4 separate regions of the Mus musculus genome follow, and all the other regions are linked to region 4. A link is a contact called in public Hi-C and HiChIP or PLAC-seq data. All regions are on one chromosome and are shown on one strand. Each heading gives the region's core, a stretch centred on a gene start, on an enhancer-like site or on the middle of the called end of the contact. The rest is flanking DNA. Distances are from core to core; before and after follow the strand shown.

Region 1 (2,700 bases), core at 152-2,651, 1.2 Mb before region 4:
AGAGCTCCTGCTAATTATTTTTGCCATGTTTTGTACGCCGCAGATTGCATCATAGCGTCTCACACTGCAAGTTCAAGTGCTAGGAAGTTCCCAGGAGTTGGGGAGAGCACAGAAGGGAAATTAAACCATCGACGTCCAGGGGCGCTAGACCTGCAGCGTTTGGCGCTAGACCCTTCCTAGGAATCCAGCCTCCGGGGCTCTCCCAGGGAGTTTCTGAGACTCGAGCACTTAGAGGTTTAGTTGTCCCCCACATGGACGCGCTTAGGGGAACGTGGGCTGGGGCCGCGAGTAGTGGGGACCCCCTCACCTTCAGGAAATCCCCGCCTTGGCAGTCGATGGAGACCAGGTCATAGTGGATGGTGATGAATTCCTCGGGTTCGCCGATGAAGAAGGCGGCGCAGTGCAGCTGCGGCCGGTCTGCGGTGAAGGTGAACTGGCCAGGGAGGCTCAGCATGTCCAGGCACCCTGGGAGAGAGCATGGAGCCCGGGGTTCCCAGCTGTCTTGGGAAGCTGCTCTCAGCGCGCCCCATTCCCCGGCTCCGCAGCGCGCCCCAACCTGGAGCTCCCAGCTTAGGCTGCACTGGGTTCCCTCGCTCTGGCTTGGAAGGAGCCGCGTGGATGCTGCAACCCAGGGGTCCCAGCCAGCCCCCCCCCCCCCGCCCCGACCAGATATCCTGCAAGCCTGTGTCCTAGGTTCTTAGCCTCCCGCCTCCCGGGCACCCACACACTGGACAGCCCCAACTCACGCAGAGCCCGTCGGTACGGCTGCTCCTCTGCCAGGTCCCGCTTCAGATTGGCACTGAAGAGCAGGAGAGGGTCGTAGACCGCGGCTTCTTGCACCTGGAGAGGAAAGTGGATCGTCTGGAAAAGTTCAGGGGGAGGGAAAGAAAGCGAAGCAGGAGCAGGGAGCCCTTTTTGCAGCTCAGAGAAGCAAATGGGGCAGGGGGCAGTGGGGCATGTCTCCTGAGTTCAGAGTTTATGCGTGAGTCGAAGACTATTTCCACCAGATTAGGGTACCCAGCCCAGAGAAAGGCAGGCAGTTAGGATGCTCAGGGGCACGGAGAAAGCTGTCTAGGTGAACCAGGGAGAAAGGATCAAAAGTTGGTCTGCTGTCCCTGGCTAAATACTCAAGGGATAGAAAGGTGTTAAGCTCGAGAAAGGATGGCTCACCTCTAGGTAGCGGCTCTCTCCCCTTAGAGCTGTCAGGAGGATCAGAATGAAGTGACATTGGAGTTTGAAGTTCGGTGACATGCTGGCCTTGTGTCTGCAGCTGGAGTGCTCTGCTGCGGAGATCTTAGGCGTTTCTTCCCACACCTTCGCCCACACTGAGAGCTCAAAGCAGCGAGGGTCCCTTTGCTGGGTCTCTTTTATAGAGCAGTAGAGGGGAGGCTCTCTGCCCCTTAACTGATCTGAGCTTAGTTACCATGGGTTACCCTGCCTCGGTGACAAAATGCGTGGCAATGACGAGGGTCCAGCTCTCAGCCACAAATATTTCAGCATGGCCCCGCATTATTCATCAAGAGTGACACTTCAGTCACGAGGACCTAGTGACCTGAACGCATAGCCGAAAGAATGAGGCAGAGGCAGAGAGATTCGGGGAGAGCCTTTCACTTGGCCTGTAAAACGTTACATTATATTCATTATACATATCTGGGGAACTTTTGGTTTTATAAAAGCAAATGACAGACATGTCAGACACATATGACCTCCTCATGGGGCCTAGCCATATAACTGTGGATGGGACTCTGATGGGAATGGCCAGAGCGTAGTATCAGTACGGCTATCATTCCCCTCCAGAAGAAATATGAGGTGGTTTCAGCCTCAAAACTTTGACAGAGCCTGATTTTATAGAATATTGCAGAAATAAAATCCGGGCTTCCTGTCCCTTGCTTTATCCCGATCCCGCTTCTTATCGGCCTTTCCTTAATGAAGAGCAAGAATCTGCAGACTTCTGGATGTCAGAGGGGCTGTCCCTGATCTGTACGTTTCCGGTGCTCTGGACACCTGGGCAGTGCTCTGTAGCCAGGACTTCGGCCTCAATGAACCACTGAGAGAAAGTCGCTCTACGCCGTTCCTCCCAGCACCTGCGTTACTCTGACTCACCCGAGGGAAACGTGCTGACGCTTCCACAACTCACACACAGCTCCCGTGGAACGAGAGGGAATCCACACAGGAGTGGTGTGTAAGCTCACTTTTGCCGATTTGGCAGAAGACCATGGCTTCTGCTTTTGTCCAGAGCTGGGGACAGTATAGAGACAGCCCCTCCAGTTTTCCCCACCCCTTCAAAACAGGCAGTAAACACTGCTAGAAAACTCGAACTCAAGACCACAGCGTAAGGTTTTAAGGAAAGAAAAAGGATTACATTTGTGGCGAAAACACTTGAAAGAAACAGAAATCTGTTAGGATTCTGTCAGGATGTCAGAATTGGTTGTTTTCCTATTTGAGACAACACTGAGATCTGCAGGGGTGGGTCTCAGGGTTTACACCAGGGGGGTCTTCCTTTTCCTGATCTAATGCTATAAACAGTCCTTAGACCAGACCACAGAGCAGAAAGAACACACCAAGTTCATGAGCCCTGGCACCACGCCCTTCTCTGCATCCTCCACTGTTTAGGCATCTGAATTTCAGACAGGGATAGGGAACACTGAGGGGAATGAAAGGAAAGAATTTAATAGCTTAACATCGCCTGCCTGCCTGCCT
Region 2 (2,700 bases), core at 197-2,696, 1.1 Mb before region 4:
GGCAATGGAGCATAATTATGCAGAGAGAAAAGCCAAGTTGGGATATTAAGTAGCTCGGGTTAACAAGTAACCCAATTTTTTTGTTGTTGTTGTTAAAATCAAGTTCACCACGTACGCTAGGAACCTCTACCTCCCAATCTCCTCACTCTGAAAACAGAGGAAGCCGACTAATCAGGGTATGCTTCCTATACTAGGTAAATCACGAAAGTAATCACCTCCAACCACTTTTTTTTTAAGTTTGCACACACTTTGTTCCTGAGTTTTTAAATTTCTAACTTTAAATGACAGGCAAACGGAGAGGGGTTGGACGCTCTTCTACAACTTAACGACAAAGTAAAAGTGAGAAATAGCCTTTAAGACTACAGCAAGTTTAGAACGGAAACGCCAGGCCGGGTTTTGCAATAGCGCTATCACTGGTAGCAAACACCCCCCCACCCCACCCTACAGCCTACAGAGGTCTCCGTGGCTTCTAGAAGGGCCAGTTCGAGCTCACCAGGAGCTGCAACGCCCAAGCCGGCAGCGGGCCAGAGGAGCACCGCCCCGAACCGCTTTCCTGCAGTTCGGTTCCTTGGGCATGGCAGCCTCAGAGAGAGACCTGGGTGGCTGCCAGTGTTCGCTCCCGGCGGCGGGAAGGTCTCGAAATCTCTAGGCTGGAGATTTCACCTGGTAAGGGTCCGAAAGGGCCCCTTCTACCACCACGTGACATTCAAACCGCCTGAGTCCCGTGCCCAGCGCATCCACTGCGATGCCAGGTACCGTAGCCCCGAGTGGGTCTTGAACACTGTGGTTCAACCCGCAAAGAAAGGGTTCAGTGAGTGGGTGGGTGCGAGTGTAAAACTCGAGGTGGGAACTTCCCAGGGCACGGGCTCCCACTCACTCCACCCATACGTGAGCCATCAAACTGCTATAATCCGGGGGTCTAGTAAGACCCTATAGGACGTAGTTCGCAGGGTCCGCGAAAACCAATTACTGACTCAGTGTTTGTAAAGGAACGACCGCAGGGAGGGGAGGCTGAGTCCTGCGGGCGCTCCTTCCTTATCTCCCCGAACCACGTCGACGAGTAGAGATTGGAAGTGCCCAGACCAGGATTGTTTCTAGCGCGTCTTTGGTGGCACTTAGGTGTCCCGGCTGATTGGTCCTGGTTAGGGACCCCCATCAAAGCTACAGAGAGTGTCCAGGGGGTGTGCCCGCCTTCCCCGATTCCCCCACCAGCCCAGAGCGTTCCTTCGCCGCTCGAGCTCACCCGGTGCAAGGTTCTCGGTCCGGCTGCAGGAGACCGAGGCCGCCAGAAGGGTGATACCTCCCAGCAGCCACGCCAGGCTGAGACTTCGCATCCCCGGACGTGGGGCGGGCGGGCAATCCGCCACCAGTGGTTCGAAACTCGGAGCCCTACTCTGAGCACAGGGTCCCTTCCCTTAACACGAGCTTCACTGAGCCTTCCTGGGGCGGGACCTGTTTCAGTGAAACCGGAGCCCCTAGACGCACCTGCGGAAGACCACGCCCCCAGGAGACCACGCCCCCTCGAACGTCCTACGCAGGCCACACCCCGGGCCACCTGGCCCAGCACAGCCTGACCGTAGCTCCCGTGTGCTGGCCAGCGTCCACTTGGCTGCTGGAGTCGCCTGCGGGTGAGGCTGGACCGGTGAGGTGGCTACATTGGAATGCAAATGACAGGAAGGTTGGGACCCAGGGTTTTAGAGCCTGGGCGATGTCCAAAACTATCTTTAACCTTTAATTACTTCAGAGAACCAGTGAGGTCATCCTGTGAATGTTAGAAAGTCTATGCTAGTTGCCTTTGTCTTCAGTAATTGGTGTGGAAGGCTTTGTGGTGTAATGGGCAGTGCGGGACCGATATGAAAGGGGTTCTTGTTGGTTATTGTTTTGTTGATTGTTGTCTTGGTTTGCCTTTTTGCGAAAGCTTTCTTTCCCTACTACCCACCTGACTTCAAACTTGTGACGATTCTCCAGCCTCGACCTCCTAAGTGCTGGGGTGCCAGGATTGTTCCACCAGTTCTGGGATTAACTCATCTGTTATCCAGTGTCATTAAACAAACCTGGATGTGTGGGAAGCACTAACCGCCAATGGTTCAGTACTGTTAGCTTGTCTAATGCCCTCAGCACTGTATGTGCCCGCTCCATCTGTCTTCCCATTTTACAGAATAGGAGATGGAACTTAGAATGTTTGCTGCCTCTGGGGTTACACAGTTCTTTGGCACAGTTTGTAAATGTCCAAGCTCAAGTCTATGACTGAAATTTGTCCACAACTTGTTGCTCTATACCTGATTCCACTCGGGTCTCTTCTGCATCGTGATCCCATGTTCCAAAGAAATATATAAGCATGGGTTGGGGTGTGTAGCTTGGTAGTAGAGCACATGCTTAGCATGTCCAAGGACCAGAGTGAATCTCCCCCACAGAGACAGAGGCAGGAGCATAAAGAATTGGAGACCATTTGGGCTACATAGTAGAACCCTATCTTAAAAATAAATTAAAACTAGGACAATAAGTCAGACTTTACTGTTGTTCAAGAAAACTGTGGTTTGAATTACAGAGAAGATACTGGAAGGATTCATAAACGGAAGAGACTCGGATGAGCCCAAAGCAGGTGTCTCCACGGAGAGGGGATTTCAATGTAGGAAGGGCTGGCTGCAGTCCTGGACAGCTCTGAAATGATGACAGAGTTAGAAGAGAGACCGGAGTTAG
Region 3 (2,700 bases), core at 174-2,673, 1.1 Mb before region 4:
CTATGATCTGTGCTGGCCACATCTCATAGTCTATATTTTAAAAGGCCTGTCCCAAAATAAAAGCGAGGAAGTAACCTAAAGTTATGTGAGCTCGCACCTCCATGTACACTTTGGATCGTCCTCCCCCTCACGGCTGCTGATGATTAAGGTCTAAGGTCGGCTACCCAAACACAGGCAGGCTGGTTAGCTGCTGCTCGGCGTGGGGGCCCTCTGTGGGGCTCTGAGTTTTCCCATGAGCACCACTCAAGCTCACACTGAAGAAAGACAGACAACAGGAAACACCCCACTCTTTGTCACCTCCTAATCCTTACATGTGGGAGCACCGAAGTGCACATTCTTTCAGAGATAACAAAAACTGAAGAAAACCCACTAGATTTTCTTCAGCGTGAAAGGAACGGCTAAAGGTGTCCCTACTAAGAAAGTCGAAACAATTGGGAACTTTACAGGCTACGCCTCTGCTTTGGAGAAAAGAGAAAATATTTGACGAAATAAGTCGACCAAACTAATTTATTTGGTCAAACTGGCAGATATTTAAAAATACACTGTAAGTAACGAATGTCCTTGCGGCAGATGAGAAATTCCATTGAAAAAAACTAAGACTAGATAATTTCTAGGTGCGCCTGATTCTGAAGAGGGGTCCCTTTTCTCCATGCAGAGAAACAGGTTTCCGATAACAAAGACCTACTCCACTCCCTGCAACCAGAAACCTTCATCACCTCCTGGGTACCAGGCCAAGCTGGGGGCTGTCCGGTCTTTATTGTGTGACTGTGAATTTTTTCTTTCACATCGCTTTTCCCTCCTTGTAAATCAAACGAGAAAACGAGTTTCCATCAAAGCAAAAACTTGAGGAGAGTGGTTCCACTGCACACCGAAAGCCCAGAATCACAAGACCCTTTCTTTCTGAAGGTGGTCTTGTAAAACAGGCCACACAATGACAATTAAAGCGACTGTGGAGACCGTTCCGCGGACCCTCGGGCCCCTCTCCGGATCCAACACCCGGTGGCCCGCGGACTGCACCCTCCAAAACCGAGTCCAAAAGAGCATCGGCCGTGCGGGGAGTGGGGAGGATATGGTGCGCCCCACATGGATGTGACTAGGGGAACCTCTAGATCTCGGCCCAAATGACTGTTTGGCTCCTGGGGGAAACTGAGGCAGGGTTGCAGCCAGGAGCACCCCCTCACGGAGCTGGCGCAACCTAAAACTTCTGATAGCTTCCCCCATGCTCACCCACCCGCAGCTCTTACCTGGCTGGCTCATAGGGACGCGGGAAGACAGCAAGGGACCGCACAGGCTGAGGCCGAGGGCGACGATCAGCAAGCGCCGGGGCCCCATTGTCCCAAGGCTGCCCGCGCGGCCCGGCGCCCGCCGTCGCCTACTTCTTTCTGAGTAGCTCGGTCGGAGCCTGCGGGTGACTAGAGGCGACTGCGCGGCCCCTGGGTGAGTATTTGGAGGCGGTTCAGGGGCGTGGGGCGGGGCTCCGCGGGCTGTGCGCGTGCCCGCAGTCTCCGCTCGTGCCCGCAGCCCCTCGCTCCGGAACCCAAGCGGCAGACCGCACCAGATGCTCGCTCCTCCCCAGTCTCCCCTTGTCCCACCCGGTGTGGTTGAGCTGCAAGCCTGGGAGTGACTCAGCCCCTCGGGGTCTTCGGAGAGCGCCTGCGGCCGCTTCAATGACTCTCCTGGGACGTGGAGCAAGGGAAGCGAAGCTAGACGGGGACAGTCCCGTGGTGGTGCTCCAAGTCTCTTCTCCTCCCCGGCGTCTGGCTGCACACAAGTTTGGAGTTTAGCTAAAAGTTGGCTACTGACTTCTGTCCGTCCGTCCCCGTCCCCCGTCCCCCGTCCCCCCGTCCCCCCCGCCCCCCTGCAGTGACAAGGGTGTCCCCAGATATGTGGACAGAGTGCTTGACATTTCTCGAAATTCTTTTATTTTGCGAGCTTAGATGGATCACGTTGAGCCTTTGATCTTCCACACACGAGTGGAAGTGGACCAGGTATCCAGGCGCTGATTCACCAAGCTCTTGCTTACCGAACTCTGCCTCCCCTGGTGACCCAAGCCAGAGCCTCAGCCACAGGCCCCAACGCCCAGGGCTTTCTCACCAGAAAGATGTTGGGTGGGAAGAGGAGGGGTAGCACTGAGGAATTTTAAAGGGTCCTTCCCAGGTCCTTATGGTTTGTGCTTGACTACATTTCAGCGTTAGATATCAAAAGAAGGGGGGGGGTCATGGCTGAGGCCTAGCGAGAGGGAGCCCCAGCTTATTTTGTTTAGAAAGAGTCTAGTGAGGAAGACACCCCGGAAATTAATCCTGGTCCTCTACCCAGTTTCTGAAAGAGCCAGCTCACAGCTTAGCGCTCTGAAGTGCTGTGATTGTCTTAGGGTTTCTATTGCTGCCATGAAACACCACGACAAAAAGGCAGGTTGGAGAGGAAAGGGTTTATTTGGATTATATTTCCATATAAGTGTTCATCGGTAAAGGAAGTCAGGACAGGAACTCAAAACAAGGCAGGACCCTGGAGGCAGGAGCTGAAGCAGAGGCCATGGAGGGGTGCCGCTTACTGGCTTGCTGTTCACGCTTGCTCAGCCTGCTTTCTTACAGAGCTCAGGACCATTAGCCCAGGGATAGTACCACCTACAATGGGCTGGACCTTTCCCCATCAATCACTAATTAAGAAAATGCGGAATCCCAACATTTGGATCAATGCAGA
Region 4 (2,700 bases), core at 58-2,557:
CTACCCATCCATCAAAGGGGGCCATCATCACCTTGCACAGAAAACAAGTTCTGTACCCAACTTTACCATACATTACCAGTTTCTAAGTCCATCTCCTCTTCATGGTCAAGTTCTCTGACCAAAGTATTAAGTGGAACCATAAAGAACTACTATTTTAAGAACTTAAAAAAAAAAAAAAAAGCACAATTTCAAGATAGATTTAAGGATTCAGAAACTGATCCCAGAATATAGCTCACAGTCTACAAATTAGACAAAAATATAGCAGTGTGAGCAAGCACACCCTTTATCTTGCCTGGTCAAGTTCTAGAAAGGCACTACGACCAAGTAAGCCCACAAAACGCAGCCCAATGTAGATCCAAGACTTTTGCCCTACGATAAATAAAATACAAATAAATCACAAGTAACCAAACAAAATGTATTCCCTACTTCGTGTGATGCTTTAATTGTACACAACGACTTTGTAAGTAAAGAGCCAGTAACAGACGTTTCCTGTGCCTTTACAGGCCTTAGCCCGAAAAGATACAACCTCAAGAGAGGAAAGATTTCCATCTGTCCGCTTTCGATGAAAGACTATTAACTTCGCCCAACCTCAGAAGTCTACTGTTTTACTTGCGAACCTCTAAGGCCATTTTCTTCATTCAAACCAAATAATTCCAATAGGTGCATAAGGTAAATTGACATCAGTATCAATGAGACTACGCCCCTTAGGAGAAAGACTATAACATAAAGGTCGAGAGACCGACTTCGGAGGGCTAGCTGTGCCTGTACAGACCTCGCATCCTCCTCCGGGCCCACTAGGAAGAGCACAACCTGCCGTACCCACGCGGATCGGGTCAATTTGCAGCCTACATCTCCATCACTTTAAAGACGGGTCCTGCCGCAAGGCAGCGCCTGGGCGTGAACCCTTGTTCTCTAGGGCTCCCGCTGTCCCCTCTGCCAGGCACTCGTACACGGATGACCGTGACCGCCGGGTCAGCACAGCGCCCTCCGGACTGAACCCACGGACGCCCCGTCGCTGCACTGGCCCTCAGGCCCACCCGGCCCACGGGTTCCCTGGCCGCCGCCCTGCCGCCGGGCCTCAAGGACGTGTCCTCGCGGTCCCCTCGGTTCGCAGCCGCCTCGTGAGCCCAGGCGGAGCGCGAGACCCGCTGTCCCGCCGGTCCCCAGCGTCCGCCAGCTCACCTCCGGATCTCAATGGAGGCCAAGCCGGCCCAGCTGCCGTCTCCAGCCAACGGAGCCCCGGGCGGAAGGAACTGCGCTTACGCACGCTCCAGGCCGCCAGCGGGCCGCCAATAAGGAAGGATCGTCCGATCCCCTAGCCAATCGTCGGGCGGCTGCTCAGCCTGACGGCCTACGTCACGAACGGTCTCCCTAACAACCGCCCACTGCTCGCACCCGGGCGGAGAACGGGCACCGCACCATCTCTCACCACGGCAGAGCCAACCAATGACGGGTCGGGTCCCAGCATCGCGGCCTTCCTATTGGTCTCCGAGCCGAGGGGCGCCTGCAAGGACGCCGCCCGCGCGGGGAACAGGGGATGCCGCGGGTGGAGTACCCCGAACTCAGAGTTTGACCTGCAGGGTCTTGCCCCCGTGGGAAGACCACGGGAGGCCACCGTGTTAGAGTTGGAGCGTGAACGCGGGTTAAGGTTGAAAAGAAAAAGCCCAGTTAGTAGAGAGATCTGTGGGGAAGTAGTAGAGCTCTGAAAAAAAAAAAAAGAGGAATTTAAAAAAGAAAACGAAATGTGGCAGGGACTTGCAGCCCAAACCCCCTGTGACATACCCATCAGTGCTAATGGCTCCGGCTATCTAGGTCACCTGTCGCACACTGGATTCTTGCTGAAGAGTCCCTCTCCAGTGTCGTCTCTGAATTCCCTCTGCTCTCCTGCTGGCTGAAGGCCTTTATCAAGCCCTTAACTCAAACTTGCAATAACCTCTCCTAACTGGTCTTCCCACTCTCGGGTGCTTACACCTTCTGCTTCTGGCGTTTCTGCTGCAGTAATCTTCCTCTTATGCCATACACCTGCCCCTAAATCAGCCTCCAGTATGGCCCAACCCCATTTCACCTACACAACTCTATCCCTGTGTTAGCCTAGAGTAACTTACCCTTCGATTGTACTGAATCGCTTTTGACACCCCTGCTCATGGTCTTAGTTTAGCCCGGATATACCTACCCACTTTAAATTTTGAAATCCTAATTATACCTCAAGGATCATTCATATGCCACCTCCTTTCCTGATTCTCTCAAACATATGTCATATCTCTCTTCTGAACGCCCATAGCACTTCCGTAATAGTCTATGACTTGTCTTACTGTTTTATGTGGAAATGTCGTAAAGAGAGCAATTGGTACATAACTCCTTTTGTTTTTGTGCGCTCTCTGTTTCTGTGTGTGTGTGTGTGTGTGTGTGTGTGTGTGTGTGTGTGCTGCTGTGCACTACATGTACAGAACAGTGCCCAAGGAATAGCAAGAAGAGGGTGGGGGATCCTCTGGAACTGGAGTTACGTAAGATGGTTGTTAGCTGCCATGTAAGTGGAAACTGAATCTGAATTCTCTGAAGAACTGAAGTGCTCTTAACCGATGAGCCATCTCTTAAAACACTATATGTTCAGTAGTACTTTTCATAAACTAAAAAAGTACCTGGTTAGAGTCTCATCGTTGTTATAAAATAGGGATTGCTCCCATTTCACACAAAGAACAT

What was found. A called contact is a pair of places that touch in the nucleus more often than the background predicts. HiChIP or PLAC-seq counts read pairs in DNA pulled down with a chosen protein or histone mark.
Region 1: a contact with region 4 is called in a Hi-C map of cortical neurons, with 4 times the contacts expected there. The contact joins the promoter of Crhbp here to the promoter of Hmgcr in region 4. A contact is called at or near these places in 1 of 39 promoter capture datasets (embryonic stem cells) and 1 of 484 Hi-C or Micro-C datasets (cortical neurons).
Region 2: a contact with region 4 is called in an H3K27ac HiChIP or PLAC-seq map of embryonic stem cells, with 4 times the contacts expected there. The contact joins the promoter of F2rl1 here to the promoter of Hmgcr in region 4. A contact is called at or near these places in 2 of 39 promoter capture datasets (embryonic stem cells and liver) and 4 of 115 datasets of contacts at active chromatin or transcription factors (embryonic stem cells and pro-B cells).
Region 3: a contact with region 4 is called in an H3K27ac HiChIP or PLAC-seq map of double positive thymocytes, with 5 times the contacts expected there. The contact joins the promoter of F2r here to the promoter of Hmgcr in region 4. A contact is called at or near these places in 5 of 39 promoter capture datasets (embryonic stem cells, hematopoietic stem and progenitor cells, liver and 1 more), 2 of 115 datasets of contacts at active chromatin or transcription factors (double positive thymocytes and embryonic stem cells) and 1 of 9 other capture datasets (liver).

The regions. Positions count from the first base shown.
Region 1 is chr13:95,443,430-95,446,129 of GRCm38.p6, forward strand. Crhbp (corticotropin releasing hormone binding protein) reads right to left here and starts at 1,402. Exons shown (of 7, transcript NM_198408.3): 1 at 1,171-1,402; 2 at 747-840; 3 at 308-465. The coding sequence starts at 1,251.
Region 2 is chr13:95,523,794-95,526,493 of GRCm38.p6, forward strand. It overlaps F2rl1 (coagulation factor II (thrombin) receptor-like 1), which reads right to left and starts at 1,447. Exons shown (of 2, transcript NM_007974.4): 1 at 1,244-1,447. The coding sequence starts at 1,334.
Region 3 is chr13:95,617,043-95,619,742 of GRCm38.p6, forward strand. F2r (coagulation factor II (thrombin) receptor) reads right to left here and starts at 1,424. Exons shown (of 2, transcript NM_010169.4): 1 at 1,245-1,424. The coding sequence starts at 1,332.
Region 4 is chr13:96,669,629-96,672,328 of GRCm38.p6, forward strand. It overlaps Hmgcr (3-hydroxy-3-methylglutaryl-Coenzyme A reductase), which reads right to left and starts at 1,308. Exons shown (of 20, transcript NM_008255.2): 1 at 1,183-1,308.